2 separate regions of the Triticum aestivum genome follow, and region 2 is linked to region 1. The links are chromatin contacts, called in public Hi-C maps. All regions are on one chromosome and are shown on one strand. The core of a region is the stretch at or near the end of the contact, and the rest is flanking DNA. Distances in the headings are between cores, read along the strand shown.

Region 1 (3,630 bases), core at 372-2,871:
TCCAGTCTGATAGTGCAGCAACCTGGTCCCATTCTAGAAGTGCCCCATATATGGATCCGTCTCTGGAATCAATTAGAAGGCGCACCAGCTTGTATTTAAATGGCTTCCACCAGTTAGGAGCAATGGCAGTTTCACCAGTTCTGTTCTCTTGCCTGTCAAACTCCAATACGTACGCTGCCTGCACTAAACATGAAATTGCAATTCTTCTGTAGTTGGGATTTTTCCTGCGGAGTCATTATATTTGCTCATCAGTACTACACACATCACTAGCCTTGTTGTAAAAAGGCATGGCCTCCAGCAATGGCTGAAGTGACCAAAAATACAAGCAGAGTAAGATATCGGAAGAATAACACTCCTTAGATTAAACACTAAGTTTAGGTATATTTCAACAGCATTTATTTACATAACATCTACAACAAATTATATGGAGAGCAAGAACCATGCCATCCTTTTATTTACTAATCTTATTTTTTCTTAACAAGTGATACTAAGGCCTTAAAAGCTCATGACACGCTCATGACACAATTCCCTGTCACACAACTAATAAAGTCTAACGTGGCAAAAAGTTAAAACTTATATAATGCATTAATACTGATTCTCCTTCAGTCAACGTGTTGGCAGCCTTGACCAGTGAGAAAAACATGCTTTCTACACTCATGACACTTAGATGATGGAAATTTAGAGTAAAACATCGACACTGACAACATACACTGGGCACAAAAGAAATCCTATAGGGCTTGGGTCCTATGAAAATGTGTGGTTGGGCCCTATTCTGAGTAGTATAACATGTCGCATCTATTTTGATCAAGTACACTGTCCCTTATCACCAACAATAGGTACTGCTTCCACTTGTAATCCTTTGAACAGGATCCGATATCACACTCATAGGGCCTGAATTCTACAGGATTACCTGCCCATTGGCCATCGGCCCTGCTAGTTTGTTGTGAAAACTCTTTACGCCCCATTCCCCATATCGATGCCAACCAGTGTCATATGAAACAACGCCTTTTGCATCCCAGCTGACTCAAACAAAACAACAGGCAAGATAGACAGCCACGGCCAAGACAGTATTTCAGCTTCGACAGAGGGCGAGGCGAGAAATAGGGATAACATGAGTGGGCATTTCAGCGGACGGCAGACAGCGAGGGTGGCTTTGACGGCGTGCTCAGACAGACTACGCTAAGAATCCCCAAACCTAGACTTGCAAATCAAGACGACATAGTTCAGATTTGGAATAACCCGCACGCAGATTGTTACCAACAGTACGCGGCGGCGGCGGCGGACAGTACGCGCTATCGTGCCATGCGTTCTAGGGGGGAGGGGAAGGGAGGAGGGAGTGGGAGTGGGAGCGAACCAGGCAGAGCGGCCGGGGCTGGAGAGGTTGCGAGGCCCCGTGGTGTGGAACTCCCACGCCGGCGGCTTGGCGCCGCCTCCGTTGCTGCCCATCGCCTGCGCCTCTTGGGCGGAGGAGTGGCGGTGCATTAGCGGTGAAGGAAAGGGCGCCGAGGAAGGAAGGCGTAGGGTACTCGGTTTCGTCAACGGCTGGGTTCCGCACGGCGCTTTTCTTTGCTACTGCTCACGCGCGACGCGCCAGCCACTGGTCATTTCTTACTGCGAACCTCTTTTGTCTGCTTATTACGAGCCGAAGCGTGTCGTAGGGGATCTCCTTGTATTATTTTAGGAAAAGAAAGAAAGTGACGGCAATTTATTTATTTATTGGCATACAGAAGTGGTAGCGTGGCATCCTCGAAAAAGAGTGAGGGCCAAACGGTCTCCTACCGTCGTACGGTTAGAGCATCTCCAACAGGCGCCGAACGCACCGCGCGCTAAAAACTGCTTTGTCGCGCGTCCATCGTCTGGTTTAGCGCGGCGCGCAGCGCTGGCTCCAGCAGCCGCGCTAAAAGTAGCGCGCGCAGCTTCAGCAGTGCGCAAAAATGCAGCGCGCGCGACTCTGGCACAAACAACATATGCATTCCAAAACAGAAGCAAAAAGATCAAACAAAAACAAAAACAAATCAAAATAAATAGTTCAATTTCGTTATTATAACTCAAACAAACAGTTTATCGTTCAATATAACAAATAGTAAACACAACAAATAGTTCAACAATACAATATCGAACGCACAAATCATGATGCTCTTTGTCGTCCATTCCATGCCCACCACTCCTCAATGAGATCCTTCTGAAGATCATTATGCGCTGCGGGACGTCGAATGGCATGATAGGAGGCAACAAAACGGGCCACCCTTTCAGCCTTCCGTCGCACTCGCACGGGATGTCCCAAGAGCTCATACTGAGAGTAGTCTACATCTTGCCCACGCTCATTCTCGATGATCATGTTATGCATGATCACACAAGCGTGCATGATGTACCAAAGCATTTTCTGATCCCAAAATCTAGCCGGTCCTGTCACAATAGCAAATTGGGCTTGCAAAATCTCAAAAGCTCTCTCCACATCTTTTCTAGCCGCCGCCTGAGCATTGTGAAAATCAAGATTTTTCTTACCTTCTGGCTTTTTCAACAGCTTGACAAAGGTTTGCCACTTTGGATAGATGCCATCCGCTAGATAATAGCCATAGTTGTATGTACGGTCATTTGCTACAAACTGCACCGGTGGCAACTCACCATTTGCAATCTTATTCATCAGTGGTGACCGGTTGACAACATTGATGTCATTCAAAGATCCAGGCATTTCAAAGAATGCATGCCAAATCCAAGTCTCTTGATCGGCCACCGCTTCAAGGATTATAGTGGAACCCTTTTTTTGGCCGTGGAATTGCTCATGCCATGCCTTTGGACAATTCTTCCAACTCCAATGCATGCAATCTATTGAGCCAAGCATGCCAGGAAAGCCGCGAGCTTTGTTCATTGCCAATAGCCTTGCGGCGTCTTCAGCATTGGGATATCTCAAATACTCCTCGCCAAACACTTGCACAATTCCGACTGCGAAACGCTTGACACACATGATGGCTTGGCTCTCACCCATAGCCAAGTGATCATCAACTAGATCAGCCGGTATACCGTATGCCAACATACGCAAAGCGGCTGTCACCTTCTGAAAGGTGCTATGCCCGAGCTCTCCGGCGGCATTCCTCCTTTGCTGAAAAAAGCGGTCATGGCTCGCTAGTTTCTCTGCAATGCGCCTGAACAACTCGGTGCTCATCCTAAACCGGCGACGAAAATACGACTCGGGGTATGTGGGATTCTCCGCAAAATAATGCCTGATCAATCTGTTGTGGGCATCGATCCTATCCTCCAAATTTTCTGCCGACCCATAACCCAACCACCGTGCTTCGGTTTTTTATTGATATGCATAGCTAGGATCATTGCAAGATCCTCCTCCTCTTCCATATTAAATTCTTCTTCGGAAGAATCATACGACGAACTCATCTACAATGTTCAATACTATGCTATAAAAACTGCAATCAACATGCACGAAATTCATGGCTTTTGAGCAATACATACCTTCTAGGCGTTTTGTCGAACACCTTGCGGGCGCCGAGCGCGCGGGCGCTGTTCGTCGGAGGACGGACGCGCGCGAGGGGCGGCGGGACTAGAGGGGGGCGGAGAAGCCGCCGCGGGGCGGGGATAGGCCGGGGAAGCGCTGGAACGGTCGCCGGGTGGCGCGGT
Region 2 (3,630 bases), core at 809-3,308, 130 kb after region 1:
CGGGAATTTCTTTGAAGGGGAAACAAGGGGCTCCCCTTTCTGGCAAGACTTGCAGGCCATTAGACCCGCGTTTGATCTAGGAGCCAAGTTCTCAGTCCGCAAAGGTCGCTCCACCCGTTTCTGGCTCGATTTTTGGGTGGGCACTCGTCCACTCTTGGAAGAGTTCCCAGAGCTTTATGCTCTCGCGGTGTTGCCAAATCAAAGGGTGGCAGAGGCTTTGGCAAATCCCCAGGCCATTGCTTTCTGTCGAAACCTAAACGAGCAGGAAGTAGCAAAGTGGGTTGCTTTGCTGGACCTCGTCTCCCCTGTGTCGCTTACCGAGGAGCAAGATAGGGTTTCATGGCACCTCAATGCGCCCGGGAAGTTCTCCGTCAAGTCTTTGTACCACAAACTGTGCCAAGGGACGGTACAGAGAGAGGTTAAAGGTCTTTGACAAGCGCGCGTGCCGCTGAAGATCAAAGTATTTCTTTGGCAACTGCTCCGTGACCGTCTCCCTACCTCCATTAACATTGCTAAAAGGAACGGTCCGGCAACAGGGCCGTGCGCGCTGTGTGGGAACCCTGAGGATGCGAATCACGTTTTCTTCCAATGTACTCTGGCGCGTTTCGCTTGGAGTGCAATGCGCGAGGCGGCTGGGGTCTCTTGGACCCGCGCTCCTCGTCCGAGCTTGTGGATCTCCTGGACTCGGTTCAGGGTCAGGGCAAGAGGGTGCTTTGGACTAGTATAGGAGCGATGCTTTGGTCCTTGTGGCTGACCCGTAACAAATTTACCATCGAAGGACAGTACCCGTCGCACCCAGCTAACATCATATACAAATGCTATATCCTCTTGCAGCAATGGAGTCCGTTGGTGAAGCAGAAGGACGCTGGTCTCATGAAGCTTGCCCAAGTTCGTGTTCACCAAGTCTATGTTGCGGCTAGGGAGCCGGTGTTGCCAACCTAAGGATGGGGAACGTATTTTGTTGGCGAGTCTGCGCACTCCAGGCCATGGGCTTCGGCCTTGTAACGCGATCGCTGCCAGGCTTAGAACCTTTAGGCCCTGTTTGGTTCGGCTGTGGATTTCTAAAAGCAGTTGTGAAAAATCTGCTGTGGAAAAACAGATGTGGAAAATCTGATGTGAAAAAGATGTAGGTCATTTGACAAACCAGCTGATACAGCTGTTTCAGATTTTGGCCCGCATCGGAATCATATTTTGGAAAGCACGTCCTGGGCTGCTTCCGCTTTTGGTTCAAATTTTGGCAGCAGATTTCTGGAATCGGATTCTGCTGGGTTCGCCCATTGGTTCAGATTCTGCTGCGCTGCAGTGGAATCCGTCGATAAAAGCTGAACCAAACAGGGCCTTAGTCTTATGTTGCTACGCATAGCCCTGGCTTTTGTCTCCGCAGTGTTATGACCGTGTGACTGGCACTCTGCCTGTTCCGTTGTGGGCTTTATTAATTTAAAGCCGGACGCTCCTAGCGTCTTCGTTTTAAAAAAAAAAAAGTCTCGTCCACAGAATGGTGCCACTATTGTTGTCGTGCATATAACATGAGATTAGGGAGGCGTCAGGGAGGCGTCATTAGCAAAATAGTCGCAACAATGAGATCTCACAATAAAAGAGCAAAAGAATAAGTTAAATCAGATTCGATGCAAGGGGACCTTGTGCAATAGAAAGAGAGAAAACAAACAAGCAATACTGTAATTATGATCTCGATATGGTCAGATTGGAACATAAAACACCTTTGCTACTTGAACTAGTATAATGATCGGGATATGCTCAGATTGGAATCGAGCGAAATGATAGCTCAGATTGCAGAAGTAAATATGGTGTATCTTGTTTACATTCAGACGATACCGCCGATAGTAGGGTACCAGGAACGTCGGCATGGTCGGTGCACCCGTCACGGAGGAGCACCACCTGAACTGAACTTGCGTCCGACTGTCTGGCCACAGCCGTTGACTGGCCGGCGCCGCACACGCACAGACCCCGAGCCAGCAGAGCCCTCCCTGTCCGTCCGATCTTCGGGGGGCGGTGTCGAGATCCCGGACACCTTTAACCGCCTCGGGCAGGCCCCACCGACGCACCCCACAGTTTCGAATTCAAACCCCTCCCCCCTCTCTCTCCCCTCCCTCCCCACGCGGCGCGCTGCTCCCGAATCGAAGCTTCCAGAAGCCTACGCGGAGGCGCGCCGGGACCCGAGCGGAGGGCGGAGGGCCGGAGGCGCATGGCGGAGGCGCGGAGGGTGTCGTTCCGCGACGGCCGCTTCGCGTCGCGGAAGACGGAGGAGGCTGGTACGCAGATCTCTCGTCGCCCCCCATCCATGGCTTCTTGCTTGATCGGTTCATCCCTGTAGGCTGTAGCGCGGTGCTTCCTTTGAGATTCCTGCGGCGCATCTTCTTCTTCTTTCTTGCTGCGCCTCGTTTTGGTTCGGTTCTGGGCGGGTTTGCGCTGAAGCGAGCGCGTGGCCATTTTGGGGCGCGTTTGTTTTAGTAACTTTGGCGGAGGGCTCGCGGGAATCGCGCGGTTCCATTTCTGGATACCATATTGAATCACGGGATCCTCTGGATATTGTGCCATCTGAGGCGCAGCGATTAATTTCCCCCCCTGCTTCTTATGGGTCAAATCGATGCACTTGTTGGCGGAAGTTCGTTGTACAAATCGGGGTTCGTCAGACTCAGACGTGCTGCTGTGCCTTCAACCCTAGTTCCGCAGTACGTTTCGGTGATTCCTGAATCTGTCGCTGCTATCTTTGCTCCAAGAACCCGTGCAAAGCAGTGAAAGTGCAGCTTTTATTCCGATTATTATTATTATGCATGCTTTCATTTCTGTAAGAAAAACAATGGTAGTTGCGGAGAAAAATCCTAAATCAGATTGTGCAGTTGGCCAGTTCTAATTACACTTTTAATGCAAGAGTGCCATTCTTGCAGCTAGAACGCCGCATTACTGCATTTCCTTGCATATGTAGCCAATACTACCATGTTTAGTTTAACATGCCACAATTTCCAACACATGGAGTTGTGCTTGTGTAAATCTCATTGGCTCACTGTACTTCTTGCTTTGGTTTGTGCAAGCATGGAGACGGCACCAGGCTGCAGCCTGGCTAGAGAGCATGGTTGGGCCCTTCGGCCTTACCCATTGCCCATCGGAACAAGAATTTGTCGCTGCTCTAAGAAACGGCATTGTCCTATGCAAGGCCATCAACAAAATACAGCCAGGTGTTGTGCCAAAGGTTGTTGCAAACGCCCCCTGCGATAGCCAGCCATCGACGGCTTTTCAGTATTTCGAGAACATCCGCAATTTCTTGGTTGCTGTTCAGGCGCTAAAGTTGCCGAGCTTTGAGGCCTCTGATTTGGAGAAGGTTTGCTAGCTATCCTTACCGTGTTAATCTTGATGATGGATCGATGCCCATTAGCCACGACGCTAATTTGGTTGTTTGTGCAGGATAATCTTGATGCTGGGTCAGTGGGCAAGATAGTTGATTGCGTCAATTCTCTGAAGTCCTATCAGGAGCGAAAGAAATGCAGCGGAACCTATGGGCCAGTCAAGTATATGAAATCACCTCTTGCACCACGCTCTGCAATTCATGTTCAGTCTGAAAATGTCACTTTAGGATCTTCTACCCCTCAAAAGTGTCTAGACTTGACAGAGATT

What was found. A called contact is a pair of places that touch in the nucleus more often than the background predicts.
Region 2: a contact with region 1 is called in a Hi-C map of leaf, with 2.7 times the contacts expected there. The contact joins the promoter of LOC123077989 here to the promoter of LOC123077986 in region 1. A contact is called at or near these places in 3 of 5 Hi-C or Micro-C datasets (leaf and root).

What each region holds. Positions count from the first base shown.
Region 1 is chr3D:153,169,165-153,172,794 of IWGSC CS RefSeq v2.1, forward strand. LOC123077986 (GDSL esterase/lipase At4g10955) reads right to left here and starts at 1,622. Exons shown (of 2, transcript XM_044500370.1): 1 at 1,355-1,622; 2 at 1-224. The coding sequence starts at 1,482.
Region 2 is chr3D:153,297,538-153,301,167 of IWGSC CS RefSeq v2.1, forward strand. It overlaps LOC123077989 (kinesin-like protein KIN-14A), which reads left to right and starts at 2,059. Exons shown (of 19, transcript XM_044500375.1): 1 at 2,059-2,270; 2 at 3,051-3,337; 3 at 3,421-3,630. The coding sequence starts at 2,204.